3 separate regions of the Mus musculus genome follow, and all the other regions are linked to region 2. Evidence: chromatin contacts called from public Hi-C and HiCAR-type data. All regions are on one chromosome and are shown on one strand. Each heading gives the region's core, a stretch centred on a gene start, on an enhancer-like site or on the middle of the called end of the contact. The rest is flanking DNA. Distances are from core to core; before and after follow the strand shown. Region 1 holds the start of Robo1 (roundabout guidance receptor 1). Region 2 holds the start of Robo2 (roundabout guidance receptor 2). Region 3 overlaps Robo1 (roundabout guidance receptor 1).

Evidence for each region. A called contact is a pair of places that touch in the nucleus more often than the background predicts. HiCAR-type assays count read pairs that join an accessible place to other places.
Region 1: a contact with region 2 is called in a HiCAR-type map of astrocytes, with 7 times the contacts expected there. The contact joins the promoter of Robo1 here to the promoter of Robo2 in region 2. A contact is called at or near these places in 3 of 39 promoter capture datasets (cranial neural crest, frontonasal cranial neural crest and second pharyngeal arch cranial neural crest), 8 of 484 Hi-C or Micro-C datasets (cerebellar granule neurons, cerebellum, ganglionic eminence and 2 more), 9 of 115 datasets of contacts at active chromatin or transcription factors (astrocytes, differentiating embryonic stem cells, embryonic forebrain and 6 more) and 1 of 9 other capture datasets (embryonic stem cells).
Region 3: a contact with region 2 is called in a Hi-C map of uterus, with 6 times the contacts expected there. The contact joins the enhancer-like site here to the promoter of Robo2 in region 2. A contact is called at or near these places in 6 of 39 promoter capture datasets (cranial neural crest, embryonic stem cells, frontonasal cranial neural crest and 3 more), 17 of 484 Hi-C or Micro-C datasets (cochlea, cortical neurons, embryonic fibroblasts and 9 more) and 8 of 115 datasets of contacts at active chromatin or transcription factors (VIP interneurons, craniofacial prominence, embryonic forebrain and 5 more).

Annotation. Positions count from the first base shown.
Region 1 is chr16:72,661,882-72,664,581 of GRCm38.p6, reverse strand. Robo1 (roundabout guidance receptor 1) reads right to left here and starts at 1,433. Exons shown (of 29, transcript NM_019413.2): 1 at 388-1,433. The coding sequence starts at 442. Gm29908 (a long non-coding RNA gene) reads left to right here and starts at 1,516. Exons shown (of 3, transcript XR_384961.4): 1 at 1,516-1,594.
Region 2 is chr16:74,410,462-74,413,161 of GRCm38.p6, reverse strand. Robo2 (roundabout guidance receptor 2) reads left to right here and starts at 1,337. Exons shown (of 28, transcript NM_175549.5): 1 at 1,337-2,310. The coding sequence starts at 2,250.
Region 3 is chr16:73,015,550-73,018,249 of GRCm38.p6, reverse strand. All of the region lies in intron 24 of Robo1 (roundabout guidance receptor 1), which reads right to left. Among named protein-coding and RNA genes, the nearest start is that of 4930500H12Rik, 55 kb to the left of the region's middle. Within about 2 kb of position 1,284, at least 13 of the 459 cell types and tissues checked have an H3K27ac peak or open chromatin away from gene starts, as enhancers often do. A contact at or near this core is called in craniofacial prominence, embryonic heart and uterus, where this site is marked.

The DNA.
Region 1 (2,700 bases), core at 184-2,683, 1.7 Mb after region 2:
CAGCACCCCCTAAGGATCCCTCAGATGGGGGATACTCATTTGACCTAATCCTAAGAGCCCAAAACAACCCGCTGCCTCTACCACCCAAGTGCTTAGACAGGCATTTGCCCAGAGTGAGCTGGGCGTGCCCTGAACTTGGCGAAAGGCCGAGGTCTACCGAGAGGTTTGGGATGGTTTCAGGAGAGTTTGGGGTGATAGGCCAGAGGGGACAACCTCAAACGCGAAACTAGAAACCTTTCCCTGTAGAAGTTCTGGAAGGGTCGAGCCCCTCTGGCCTTAGAAGGGAGAGGTCGCCAAGAGTCAATTCAGGGTTGAGGGTCCGATTCTGAAGAGTGGAGTGGGGACCAGCGAAAGAGATGAAGGGTGAAGAAGGAGGGCGCAGGTTACCTGAACAGAGACATATTAATCCAAAGAGGTAAAAGCGAGCAGGCTCCGCGATCATTGTCCTCGGGTAGGTCCTGCATACAGTCTCATGCCAAGAGAAGGGAGCAGAAGCGGAGATCTCCAAATTTATGGAAGCCACACACCATACACCCTACACACAAAGGCTTAATATAAGCAACGTGAGTCAATCCGCCAAGAGTTTGCAGGGCAGTTTCTCGTCGACCTTTCCGGAGGCTTGTCAATCCCTTTGCAAAGAAAAAGCCCAAGGTTTGTCTTCCCTAGCTCCGGGTTTCTGAAGAGGCTCAACCACTTCCAAGGCTCATCCAAGGCGAACAACAAAGAGCCTAAACCGAGGAGCAGTTGTGCGGTTTCCTGCCTCCACAGTCCTGCTGAGCCTCCCGGCGTGCGCCTCCACAGCGTGTGCCCTGGCGCCGCTGCGCGGCGATTGCAAAGTTGGGGTGTGAGAGCAAAGGAAGAGATGCACCCCAAAAAGTGCTCCTCCGTCTACCGGAGAGCCAGAGAGTAGCAGGCCACCCCCCTCTGGCGGAGATTGCAGTCAAGGTAGCGGCGGCAGCTGGGGAGAACAGTCTCTAGGTTCACGGGGTGCGCCTGGGTGACTCTGCGCACCAGGAGGGAGCGAAGGGGCGGTACGGCGACAGCGGCTGCCTGGGCGGGCCCTTGTTCCCATCACTCGCGGGATGCGGAGGGCACCGGGGACAGCAACAGGACCGCGGATGCACGAGCGCCTTCCGGGCGCCCCCAGCCCGGCACAGCACCCAGCATCGTCCCGGGTCCTGCTTCTACTGGGGCGCGTGTAACGCACCTCCGAACCAAGCTGCAGCCCAAACTTCCCGGGGTGGCTAGTCTTACTCCTTGCTCCTGGAAGCTTCGGAGAGGCTGCTCCGGGCGGCCCCGGGTTGGTGGGAAAGAGCGAGCAGGAGGAAGAGGATGCTGCCGAGGCTCGCCCGAGCTCCGCTGGGAGCTTGCAGCGTCTGAAGTTTCTGCTCTCACGCTGCCTCCTTTCGGCTCGACAGCTCGTGGGTTTCCCCCTCAGTCCCTGCTGCTCCGGGTTTCCTCCCTCTCCAGCCCGGCTCGGGAACCTTTAAAGGGGACGCTCGATCCCTGCCAGGCCCTCACTGGCGCTGCTCAGACAAGTTCTGCGTGTTAATATTTCCATCCACATGCCTGGAGCGCCCAACTGCGCCCTCAGGTGAGATTTCAACGACTCAGAAGCAGAAATCTCAACGAATAAGAACTTGTTTTGGGTCCCTTTCCATCTCAGGCTCCCCTGCACCTTTCTCCAAATGGAACCTCCCAAACCAAAGACTTCAAAATCCTCCAGGTCCCTCTTAACCTCTTCTTTACCGATTTAGGGAATTGCAGTAAACTTCCAAAGAAGTTCACTCACTACCACTATCACCACCCCCCATATTCTCTTTAAACGAGCAAACAAACAAACAAACAAACTTATTTGCTTTCTCAGCAAAGAGGCTTTAGGAAAGTGTAAATTATCTAAAATATAGTAGTGGATGGATATTCTCTTTTTATTGAATTTGCTGGCGGTCCTGTAGAAAGGAGTGAAGGCTTAGGTCTTGGAGACTTCATTATGTTTACAGGAGAGTCTAGGTAGCTTATAGATATTAGAGACTCAACAGTTAAAGAAGAGTAACAGATGGGTGGTAATACATTAATCTAAAGTTTGCAGTGATGGGCTCTTAGCATCTCAAAAACTGGGCCACCCCAAATCCGAGGGTATCAGGTACCTGTGGCCATACTAACTTTATTCTCTCTTCTGAAGAAAAAAAAAATGGGGCCTGTGGGGCTACTTCATGAGTAAGCTAATTAGGCCCGAGATGAAACATGCCTGGGATATTTGACAGACAAGTTTTCACAAATTCGTTGTTTTCTTTTTTGTTATTATTGCCTATGACACGATGAAAACCATATAATATCTGCGGAAGGCTCTACAAATTGCAGTTGTTGACACAGCTATCGCTTTTATTAATAAGTTACTCTCTTCAAAGCTATGGTCTATGACTTCAAGATGAGTACTTACTGCCTTCAACTATGGCCGGTGGCATGACGGCAGGTGAGGAGGGTTTGAATTTATTTTGTGTAGACGGTTGGACTTTTCCAGGTTTCCCTTAACTGACTGCCTGCATTGCCTACCTAAACTGCAAGTTTCAAAGAGCCATGTGCTCATTTGGGTCATGGCTTCTGTGGCCCGTGAACTCAGAGCAACTGTCTGTGAAAAGACAACCTGGTTAACAGCACCTTACCTTTGAAAAGGAAACACAATTTAATCCTGAGAAAGCT
Region 2 (2,700 bases), core at 88-2,587:
TAATCACCTGAACAAGCATCAAACAGCTACCAAGCAAAGCTTTTGATCACACGTGGGTCCGGCCACAACGGCCATGTCAGGGCACCTTAGACAGTGGCAGGAATCGGATTGAAAGTGGCCTTCTCTAACTGTGCCCAGCCCTAATAGCATCTATTCGGTAGTTTTTGCTTGGACTGTATTCCCTTTTATCGTGCTTGGGCAGAAATTCCGCTCCAGCTCATGTTAGCCTAGTTGGGTTATCAGCGTTCCTAAATCAGAGGCTGCTTTTCCTAATTCTCTTTTAGAGGTCCTAAAAAGAGCGAAGGCTCTAGAAAACCACTTCCTCAAGTCTTTTGATCCTCGACCTCCTCCATTCCCAGAGTCTTCTGCAGGACTCATTTATCACAAGGTCCCGAATTATAGTCCGTGAGTGTTGAGAGGTCAGGAGGCAACTGAGCAACATTAGCCCGATGCCAGTCCTCCCCCTATTTTCTCTTGGGGATTCCGTAGTTAGCCATAGATCTTGGCTAAAACAAGCTGGCCGAGATTAGAGATACCCCTCCCCTACATCCACATAGTTGGTTTTGTGTGTGGTGCGGTGGGGGGTGGGCAAGTTCACTTACAACCACAGAGGGTGTATGTACACAAAACCTTTCTACTCCAATAGATACTTCTTTCACTCCCCTGCTCTCCCTGTTGGCCAGCTTCTTTCTGGTAAAAGGTGAACTCTGTGTGTGTGTGTGTGTGTGTGTGTATGTGTGTGTGTGTGTGTGTGTGTGTGTGTGTGTGTGTGTGTGTGTGGTGATTTTAACAGGTAATGAGGCTGTGCCCGGGGTCCTGGAAGATCATTTTTTTTTTCTAGAAAAGCTCTTGTGCAGCTCCAGCAGACGGAGCGATGAATAATTAGGAAGGGCTTCCATGAAATCACTCACCGAGAAAATTACCTGCCCATTAAACGGGCCGCGTGAAGAGCAGGAGGCTGGAAGCCCACCTCACCCCTCCAGAGGAGGGAGGGAGGGGGACGCCCAGGAGGCTCCCAGAATGGGAAAGAGTTGATGGCAGTCCTAGCGAGCCCGCAGCGGTTCCACATTGGTTTATTTCTGTCCCCCCAAGACTTATTCGCTTGCCTGGTTACCCTTGCTCCGCGGACCCCGGGGAGGGCTGTCTCCCCCTGCACGGGACAGTGATCGGGTGGAGGTGGAGATCCGCGTACACCCCTCCATCCTTCAACCCCTCCCGGGGATATACTGGGAGCAGCTCTTTCCTCCCCTCCTCTCCTGCTTCCTCGCCTTCCCTCCTCCAAGTCCTTCCAGCCCCCAGCAGCTGCTGGAGGAGGCGGTCGCAGCGCAGCCTCCGCCTCTGAAGCGGTGACTGTCCCGAAAGAGGCTGGAGGCAGCACTACTCCCGGAGGCTGGACCACGCGTGAGCATCCTCAGGGCTCCCAGGTCCGGAGCTCCTAGATCTGGCGGTGCTCGCCAGCAGCAGCTGGACGCTAGATCTCTCCGGGGCGGCCCCTCCCGGGTGGCCGCGGCCTCAGCTCAGCCCCTCCCTCTTCCCTTGCTTCTTCTCCTCGCCCTCCTCCTCGCTCCCTCACCACGTAGGAGTTCCCATTCTCCACCCAAGCCGTCCTGCCTTCCCCTTTTCCTTCCTTTTGGAAACCAGAGACTCCGAGGGAGGCGACCAGGCTGCGGAGGAGAGGGCCGGCTCACAAAGTGCTGCTTTGACACATCCTTAGGATGGAAGTTAAGTGAAAACAGAACCACACAAAACAAAACTCCGCGAAGTGGTGCTGCTACGGAGGAAACCAAGGGGAGAAAAACCCGGTGGGCAGGTCAATGGTTGCTTCGCAGCGCTTTGGCAAGTTTGTGGAACACTTTCTAGGAATTAGGTCTTTTTTGTACCCCCATCATCTTCTTGACTTCCGAAGAAAGAAGTTGTGTTTGGATTGCAATGGAGTCTAAGGAGACAGGGCTAGACGCACGTGAATAGTCCCGCCAGCTGGGCTGAATTTGTGGGAATTTAGAAAGACAGCCTGTGGAAGTGCAACGTCTCTGAAGTCCCCTGGGTTCATTCGGATGGCACCTAACGCGTCCCGTGACAGACCTCTTCACCAACAGCTTCCGATGTTGCCATTTTGCTCTTCTTGACCTTAATTAATCTCTAGGAAAGTCTAAACTTCGGACCTACCTCTTTTTTTGATACTTATTTTTGTACTTCTGCTCTCTGGGATTGGTTTCTTAAACAACCTGGATCCTTTTTCATATGTCAAAATGAATCCTCTGATGTTTACACTATTATTGCTCTTTGGATTTCTCTGCATTCAGATTGATGGTGAGTTAAAGCACCCCTTTTTCTCTGAGATTGTTGTGCCTTCTAAAGAAAATGACAGTGTAGTTGGGAGTATGTTTGGCGAGGCACAAGCTCTTCAGGGCTAGAGGTTCTATGCCTTTTGTTTCTAACCTGATGCTAGTGGAACACCTTATTGTTACTGTTATTGTGATTCATTAATTGAGGCGTTTAGCAGTAAGTGATGGGCTCCCAGCTTAGAAGAGTAACTATTAAAAAACAATGCTAAGAGAGAACCCCGAATGGTTGTGACTACTCTCTCTCTTTGGTATTTGTTCTGGTATCTAAACTTTGGCTTAGGCATTCAACTGCAGAACTATAGTAGGCGATACTTGGAGGGGCATTTAGTGAGGATTTGATAAGGGTATCTCTAGG
Region 3 (2,700 bases), core at 35-2,534, 1.4 Mb after region 2:
CTTCCAGGCAGCTAGGATGAGGGTCTTAAGCTCCCCCCACGCCCCACCCAGTGACACATCTACTCCAACAAGGCCACACCTAATAGTGCCAGTCCCTGGACCAAGCATCTACAAACCATCACACAGAGGTTAAGATATGCCCCAGTTCTGAATGTGGTTCTTGCTTGGTCTGAACACTATCTTGCCCTGACTTGAAGCCAGTTACCATCTAAAAAGTACCAATTTCCTGAGGCTCTATGCTATGTGAAGCCTGGTGTGTGGGAGAAGGGTGTAGTGTGTGGGATGCAGAGAATAGGTGGAAGACAGAGGAGCCACCAAGGCCTGGACCATCATGGATGTGAGTTAAGAACCAAGTCACTTGATAGTAGAGCTTTCTGCCCCAACAGCTGAACTGTGATGGAGTAGTCACACGAATGTTTTTAGAATCCCTGACTTGTGAACATTGTAAAATAGTTTCATCAGGTGACCAAATTTTACAAGGGTATTTTTAGATAGCAATATAATTATGAACTTTAGCATTATATTATGAATTGTGGTGGATAAAATAGACATTATAGTTCAAACAAGCTTGGAAGACACAGCCAATCACATGCTCTAAAGAGGCCCCAGGACAGAGGGCATATGGAACTCAAGAGTGTCTAAATCCATACTGAAATAGCACGGAAAGAGGATCAGACAGACATTCTTGAATCTAAAGGACACATGGGTATTAGGTCAAAAAAGGGGGACTCGGGGTTCTAGGAGGATGGTTTACAACCTGCAAAGATCTTGGCGTGAGCAAGAACAGAGATCATGCCTGAAGTGAAAGAAACTTCTTGATGACAGCAAAGGCACTGACAATGGGTTGAAGGATGAAGTTACTGAAGGACAGGTCACAGGATGTTCTGACTGCATCTCCTGGGGAATTTTGCTTCTATTTCTAGGAAGAAGGGAAGCCACCAAAGGTCTTTAAGCAGTCTGAACTTCATTAACATGCCTTGGCAGAGTCAGTAGCAGCTGATCAAGAAGCAATTACAGCAAGGGAGCATTTAGTGGAACATGACTCCAACATAGTCAAGGGAGAATTGCTGGTTAAAGAAAGTACATTAAAACTGGTGTCTTGTGTATGACTTGTGTATAACATGCCAGAGCGATATTGAGGTAGTAAAAACTTTGAGGAAAGCAAGCACTTGGATGGGTCTACTTGGATATAAAATGAGAACTGCAGAGAAATAACCACCCCCTATGAGTGCTACAACAATGGAGGGGCGTGGTGATGGGAAACAGAACACATCTGTTTGACAGACGCAGATCTGAACAGGCAGGGGGAGGAGAAGAGGCTGCACTCAAGATTTAACTCCAGATGAGACTCCAGCATTGTTCGTTCACTCCCTGAAAAGGCAGACACCACGCAAACACCAACACTAGGGGACAGGCTAAGTAAATCCGTACGGTATTTAGCACAAGTATCTGTGTTAAAGATGACCAGGGTAGAAATCCCCCTGCAGTGGATGCAGCAGCTTGTACACTAACACTAAAAGATGGAGCTTTTGAAGCAACGGGAAGATGTGCAGAGATAATGGCTTATGGGGTTCTTCTCTGTGTACCTATCTTTTATTTTTGAGATTATAAAATAATAACACCATTTTTTCTTCCCTTTCCTTCCTCAAAACACCCCCTCCCGACAGAACCTCTGACCATGATTATCTGAGTACATAGATTATTGGCACTTTTATATTTTCTACATTGCCAGAAAGTGGATCTTGATTTTTGAAAACATTCTATAATAAACATAAAACACATGTTTGTTCCAAAAAAAGCAATAAGAGGTCTTAACTTTTTTTTTACAGTCTGTTTTCTTTGACTCTGTGCATGTCTAGGAAGTCACGTCCATATCCCTTCATGGACCGAGCATAATAGCTCACAAGTCATTGAGTTGTGAGGCCCGGGAGTTCTCAGGGAGTGTTTGATTCAAATAGAGGGACAGATACAGATGCCAAAGCAAGTGGCCACAGGATCAGTGGGAGAGCTGAGGTGTGAACAGACTGCTGCTCCCTCCCTCATCTAAAGCTCTCAGAACAGGCAGAAAGAATGCAGGAGCCAGAAGAGCAGACAGTCTGTTGTGAGACTCTGTTTCCTAGGAATGCCAGAAGCTACATCCATGCTGCACCAACATGACTGCAGCTGAAGGAGGAGGACACCAACACACATTCTAGCATGAATCTGGAAAGCGGAAGAGGCCTCAAGCCTACGAGAAGAAACACAGGGTGCCAAGGCATGCTGAGAACAGGGGAGACAGTCTTCCTCGGAGGAGAGCAATGCGACCATTTATCCAGTTCCAAATGGTCAACCCTGAAAACATACATACAAGTAACATTCTATAGATTAAGCAGGGTTTATGTATGTATTCAGGAATATGTATTTTTGTAACAACAATTAATAGGAAAAGAGGGCATGAATTTGCCAGAGAGCAAGGAGAGGTATATGGGAGGATTCCAACGGAAGAAGGGGAGGAGAAATGATGTAATTATAATCTCAAACAAGTAAGGGAAAACATAATTAAAGGACAAAAAAGTTGCTTGGTATCCCCCCAGGCAGCAGAGGACAGTTTGGCAATGGAGTAGCCAGAGCTATAAGAGTAAGAAACAATGTCTTCCGTGTTGTAAACTATCAGGACCTGTGCTGTGACCCAAAGGTAAATCCAGGGAATTTCAAACAGAT